Linked DNA regions of Bicyclus anynana: region 2 is linked to region 1. Evidence: chromatin contacts called from public Hi-C data. All regions are on one chromosome and are shown on one strand. Each heading gives the region's core, a stretch centred on a gene start, on an enhancer-like site or on the middle of the called end of the contact. The rest is flanking DNA. Distances are from core to core; before and after follow the strand shown.

Region 1 (3,157 bases), core at 473-2,972:
ACTTTTACTTTCATTTTTATTGAATAAATCATTTACAACTTATCTATAATAGCCGTTTACGAGACATTGGGCGACCAATAATGCGAAGTTTAGATGATTTAAGTAGGTATGATTAAAATTTATTTATTCATTTTCATTTTATTTTATTAATAAACTGTTACGAATTATGATTCTATAATAGCTACTCCTGTGCTCGATGCCTTTGCTTCGGCGATTGAGGATTAAAAGTTTACTTGTTGAAACTTTTAATTATTTAAATTCAGTAAATGATTTTTGTTAAGCTGTTTTGAAATTCGCTTTTCAGATGCTTCGGCGATTGAGAATTAAAAGTTTAGTTATTGAAAGTGTGATTTTAAGTTATGCAAATATTTTGACCTATTCGCAATCTGTGCAAGCAATGGGTGGCAGTGCATCGTGGTATGTCAGTGCTGTCGCAGGACCAGCCACTGGAGGTTACCGTCGCCCCCCCGGCCCCCCGCCCCACGCCGCCCGCCGCGGCCGGATCAACAAACTTTGCAAGGTTGCAGCGCTATCGTTAACTACAGTTACTATATCGCCCGCCCTTCTCCGACATACCGTTTTATTTTATTACATTGCTATCATGTCGATATTGTGCTGAAGGTCTTTTAGATTAGTACACTTCACGACAATTTACAGCTTCAGTCTGAGGCTAAATTAAATTAATTAACAAATCGTTAAAACTGATGATTGAATTGTAAACTTTACCCTTTGCTTAAGTTTATTAGCATTCTCTAAGCCAATAATTCACTTGAATATTTAAAATATTATGTAAAGTAAAATATTATTTATAAATTTTCTATCATTTGTCTGTAGTTTCATCATTTTATTTATTATATGTAAATTTACTTGAACCTTTGATGGAGTTGATGAATTGTTTCATTACTATTAATCTGATATAGAGCATAATGGAAATAATTTCATTGTGTGAATACAGTTAGGAATTCGAGCGAGCAACATACGTAACACATTAGGTGAATCTCATTTTCGTGCTAAAGAAAATAGATCAATGTATTTTTAACCTGGGCAAGCGTTCAAAATATTTACAACAGGCGCAAGTAGATCACAATTATATTACCAGTAATGCATTTTAGAATATTGTTTTTGCAACACAAAATGACGTAGACAACATGAACAAAGAATAGACAACTCGCGCCATCTGTTATCGAATAGCTGCAACACAGTAATTTAAAAGTTTTAAAATTGGTAAATACCATTATATTGCTACAATATAATGTATAAATATAATAAAATACAATATATGTAATATATGTATATACGTTTTTGACGTTTGGATTTTTTTTTATGATACATAATTTTTAAATTAAATTTTCTATGAAATGCTTAACTTATATTAATTAATATCGATATATTTCGGACCCTTATTCCATATACGAATTAAATTTGATATGAGTCAACTATTCCGTAGTTCTACCTACACCATACACAGTCTTCAAAGTTAGTTGGAGGCGCTTGATCATATTAAAAATATGGCTATTATTCTATTTAAAAAACCACTGAACGAAATTTCATTTTCATATCGCTAAATGAATATTTTATTTTACATAATATAAAACCTTGTAAGTTTTGTAAACTACCCCAATCACCCATATGTTTACAAGCTATTCATACGACTGGAAAGTACGTGTAGGTATAAGGGACACAAATAACGCATGACGTAAGCGCGGGTAAATATGCAATAAACAAAGTGAGTCAAGAACGTCATTTTTCTGTAAAGGGAGCGACGACCGCGAACGTGCTCCGTGCTAGTGCGTCATTACTGCGGGCAGTGGCGTGCACAAGGATTTTAAACTGGGTAGGCACTATACATTCCCTTATTACAAATTGTACTAAATGGATACATTCTTCTTCAATTTATAAGTAGTTTGGTATTGAGTAGGTAGCGCCAACGATATTTTATAATATAGACATGTTACGTACATGACATGATTTGGCTGGTGGGAGGCTTCGGCCGAGGCTAGTTACCACCCTACCAGCAAAGACGTAGCGTTCCGGTACGGTGTCGTGTTGAAAAAGAAAGGGATGTGGATTTTCAACATACTTCTAACAATTTAGCCCGCTTCTATCTTAGATTGCATCATCACTTACCATTAGGTGAGATTGTAGTCAAGGGCTAACTTATAAAGAATAAAAAAAAGTGCCTACAAAATCACTACAATAAAGTGATCCGAATTTTGCTTTTGAGCGCATGCAAAATTATGTGTTAACTTAAATTAAATTATATTTTCGGGTACTTAGTGCATTTTTGCATCTATGAAGAGCACTAACCAATCTAACCAGAACCACCATACTAAAAGTACCAATACTTTTACACGACTAACACAATCAACAACAACAAACACAAAAAGCTACAGCTTTTGCGTTAAATTAATAAATATTTTATTAAAAAACAGTATCAAAATAATATCAAACTTCACTATTTTGTCATAAGAATTAAGTGGACCCTAGGCGGGAAATGTTATAAACTTATAAAAATATTTGGATTTATAGTTTAGCTAAATAATTGTAAAGTGTTTTTTTCAAAAACTGTTTCTAAGCTTTTCATACTTTTAAAACTATAAAGTTATGTTATAGCAGCGCCATCTATCATAAAACAGCGCAAGCTCTAAGTTAGACGTTTTGAGGCGCCATCTAGCGGAATTTTCCGGAACGAAGAGGCTTCGCTGCTACATTGTTACGAAGAAATTCGCGAAAATGCCAACAGACTGCGCTTCAAAGGACCTCCCTATTCGACACATATTTTTAAATAACAAATGTTAACAATGTGGAGATATCACTTTCTTAGCTAAAATAATTTAACGAATAATTTTATGGTTTTATGTGTTTACTATTAACCCTTACAATTATTTTAAATAATATTGTTTATCTATTTAAAGGAACTCCAACACAAATTAATTATATCGTTTCGCTGTATAAAACTTGTAAACTGATATTGTAAAGTGGTAAGATTTAATTTTTCGTTACGATTTAACTCAAAGCTACTCGACCGATTAAAAAAAAAATAACGGAAACCTACATCTTTAATGAGTAACAAAGGTTATATAATATTTGGCGCGAAAGGTATTTTGGAGGATATTTAAATGACTTTTAAAATTAATTCATAAAAATTAAAAATATT
Region 2 (3,157 bases), core at 438-2,937, 85 kb before region 1:
GTAAAGAATAAAAAAAAAAAGATCAGATTGATCCAGAGAACTGCGATCGGAAGGATACGCATTGTCCGCGACCTGACGAGCAGACCAATCTCGTAACATAAACCGGTTCTTATACACTTGCACTTCTATTCTCATCTTCCTTGCACCGCTTTCACGTTCGTATAGATGTTATGTATAAAACCTACCATTGTACGACCTTACAACTGGTTGAACTGCAGTCATACTAACGATCGACTATCGACTATAATATAGAGTGACATGACGCAAATTGGCTATACATTTTTTAAAGCTTTGAAAGGAACTAATGTGTCAAGGTAAACCTAACTACTTATAAAAAGCTTTTGATACTATTCAATCCTTATTTGTCGATATAAACTCAGGTCAGTAAACTGGCTTCAAATTCATGTCAATTTGGTTCTAACAAGAATTTATTATGATTATAATTTTTTAGAAATAATAATGTTTCTAACAAGAATTTAGAAAAGTGAAGCATTGAATGTTTATTTAAGTGTATGGTTTATTAAAATGTAGATGTTTAATTGATAACAATTATTACCACATCTTAGTGACAGTGAAATTATCGAAACTGAACTCTAAACATGCTCGCGTAGTCCCAAAGTTTGGGTTGCTAGAGAATATCTCAACAAAAAAAAATAATTCTAACCTTTTTTTAAAACCCAGACCCAGGTAGCTTAGACATGACTTTTTCAAGTTCAAGTACAAATCACCAATAAAAAGTAAATCGCAGGACTTTTCTACAATCATTTTGTTAGGTACGGATATTAGGTATCCGGTCACTTATGCGGTTTGAGCGGCGCAAAATTTTAGCAAGGACGCATTATATTAATAGTACCACCTACTTATCACCGAGAACAATTGCTGTAAACTATTGGAAAGAAAAACAGATATTTAAAACGTGGCACATCAAATTTTACCTAAAGAAAAGTTTACTTTCATTATACCTATAAGTTGTTACTCATATTTGGTACTTTGTATGATTTTATACAATTTCAAGTGATATTTAGACATAAGTATGTATTACTTTTATACTTTTTGCCCCCCATCCGTATCTCCAGACGTTACAAGAGCTCTTAATAAAAGTAACAGGAAGCGTTCTGTTGTCAGACAAAAGATCAAGTAGGAAAGTATGCGGGCGTCCCTTGTCCTCAACTTATAGCTTCTTAAGTACGTGCATATAAACTAACATATTAGCTATATTTTCTACGCCCTAACATCTATTCTAATATATAAAGCTGAAGAGTTTGTTTGTTTGTTTGATTGAACGCGCTAATCTCAGGAACTATTGGTCCGATTTAAAAATTATTTCAGTGTTAGATAGCCCATTTATCGAGGAAGGCTAAAGGCTATAAATTATCCCCGTATTCCTACGGGAACTAGAACCACGCGGGTGAAACCGCGCGGCGTCAGCTAGTTTGATATAAGACTCCGGGAAGTGGGTTGTCTTTGGAAAACAGTAATACTAAAGTGATAAAAGATATTTTCTATTATATCTTGAAGTATTTATAAACATGAAAAGAGTCGTTTAACCTAAACGCCATTTGGCTTGACCTCGACCCCATGCAAAAAATACAAAAGAATATAACGAAACATTTCAAAGGACGCCTCGTTCCCGTGTGATGGTTCCGGGCAGGTAGGTAGGGTATCAAAAATAAAATTTATAGAATTAGGGCGAAGGGACTGACCGCGGCGCCGAGGCCGACAGGTACCAAGGGATCGAGCCCCATAAGCTTTTGACACTACAGCTATACCGGTTCCTAAACCAACATCAATATTGTTTGGTTACAAATTGGACACATGCCTATAGGTACCCTAAAAGCTGTAACTAAACTTTTTAATTTATTTTACAAAAGTTTAGATATAGCATTTATCGTATATAAGTAGAATATGTATCAAAAATTGCTACTTAATGTCTAGAATGCGGAAAGGAAAGTTCTTTTTTTTTAATAGTTAAACGTCACAATTTAAGGTTGTTTTGTCGCCGAAATAACTTGTCACGTCACCTATATTGTAATGTATCATATTTTACATTGAGTTTAGGTGCATAATATGATAATTATGTTGCCTTTCATATAGCTAAACTCAAAAGAGTTATGGTAGGTCATTTAAACTTAAACCAGTCAGTCTGAATCTTCCAAATGTCATTAAGGCCATAACGAGGTTCTTGTAGTAGATATTTCTATGGCCATCTCGTAGCTTGCGTGCTACAGAAAGTAAAAGTAACCCCAGCCACTCACAATATTTTTTTTTCACTGCCCAAGTTTCCTGCAGACTTGATAGTAAACTTGATCGTGAGTGGCTGGTGTAACGGTGCAGTCTGCAGTTAATAACTGGTTGACGAAAACAAATACGCAAAGAATTCGAATGTTTATACATCAAAAATATCACGGCCAAGCTTTGTTATCTGTGTCTATAGAGATTGTCTTCCGCGTGTCGCGACCTTGCTTGTTCAGACATTGAAACACTTCCAGCTGGCGCTTATAAATAAACTAGTGGACGCCCGCGACTTTGTCCGCCCTTAAACCTCTTTAATCCGGCCCTATCGCGAAATCCGTTCTTAGCGGATACATACTATAAACTACCTCCCTGCCAAATTTCATCTTTGTACGTCAAGCGGGTTTCAAGTTTCGTGATGAATGACTTTTAAATTAAGTTAAATGATTGTAAATTATATGTATATCCCCTCTCCTATAAGGAAGAACCGCATTTTACGTATTCCGCAGAGATTTGTTAACGAAAATCAAAATGTCAAACACACTGGTTAGTAATTTTGATCGGTTAGTAATAATGAAATAGTGAATGCTTGTTGGTAAATGACGTGTATATCCACTAAAGATTACTTAAAGTTACTGAATATGTCAACTGAGGGCATGTTGATGATGAAACTAAATGTAAAATGTAAATTAAAGCTTATCGATATTTACGATTCTATAAAAACAAATTCATCATTCGATACTATATCTCTGATAGAACAAGGTGATTGACCTCTAGAGTCATCCGTCAGGACATATTACATACCTACCACTACATTGTAACCGATACCACACAATAGCAGGCAATAAGTACTTTATCAAATACCTACACCACTAATTCTAGATTATTGATAATAAAAAAGTCGTTTAGCCACGTGATATCCACC

What was found. A called contact is a pair of places that touch in the nucleus more often than the background predicts.
Region 2: a contact with region 1 is called in a Hi-C map of whole body, with 7 times the contacts expected there. The contact joins two enhancer-like sites. A contact is called at or near these places in 2 of 2 Hi-C or Micro-C datasets (whole body and whole larva).

Annotation. Positions count from the first base shown.
Region 1 is chr5:10,357,211-10,360,367 of ilBicAnyn1.1, reverse strand. The region is part of intron 1 of LOC112052885 (ecdysone-inducible protein E75); the gene reads right to left. Among protein-coding and RNA genes, the nearest start is that of LOC112052885, 36 kb to the right of the region's middle. Within about 2 kb of position 1,722, at least 8 of the 8 cell types and tissues checked have open chromatin away from gene starts, as enhancers often do.
Region 2 is chr5:10,441,746-10,444,902 of ilBicAnyn1.1, reverse strand. All of the region lies in intron 2 of LOC112052885 (ecdysone-inducible protein E75), which reads right to left. Among protein-coding and RNA genes, the nearest start is that of LOC128198086, 90 kb to the left of the region's middle. Within about 2 kb of position 1,687, at least 5 of the 8 cell types and tissues checked have open chromatin away from gene starts, as enhancers often do.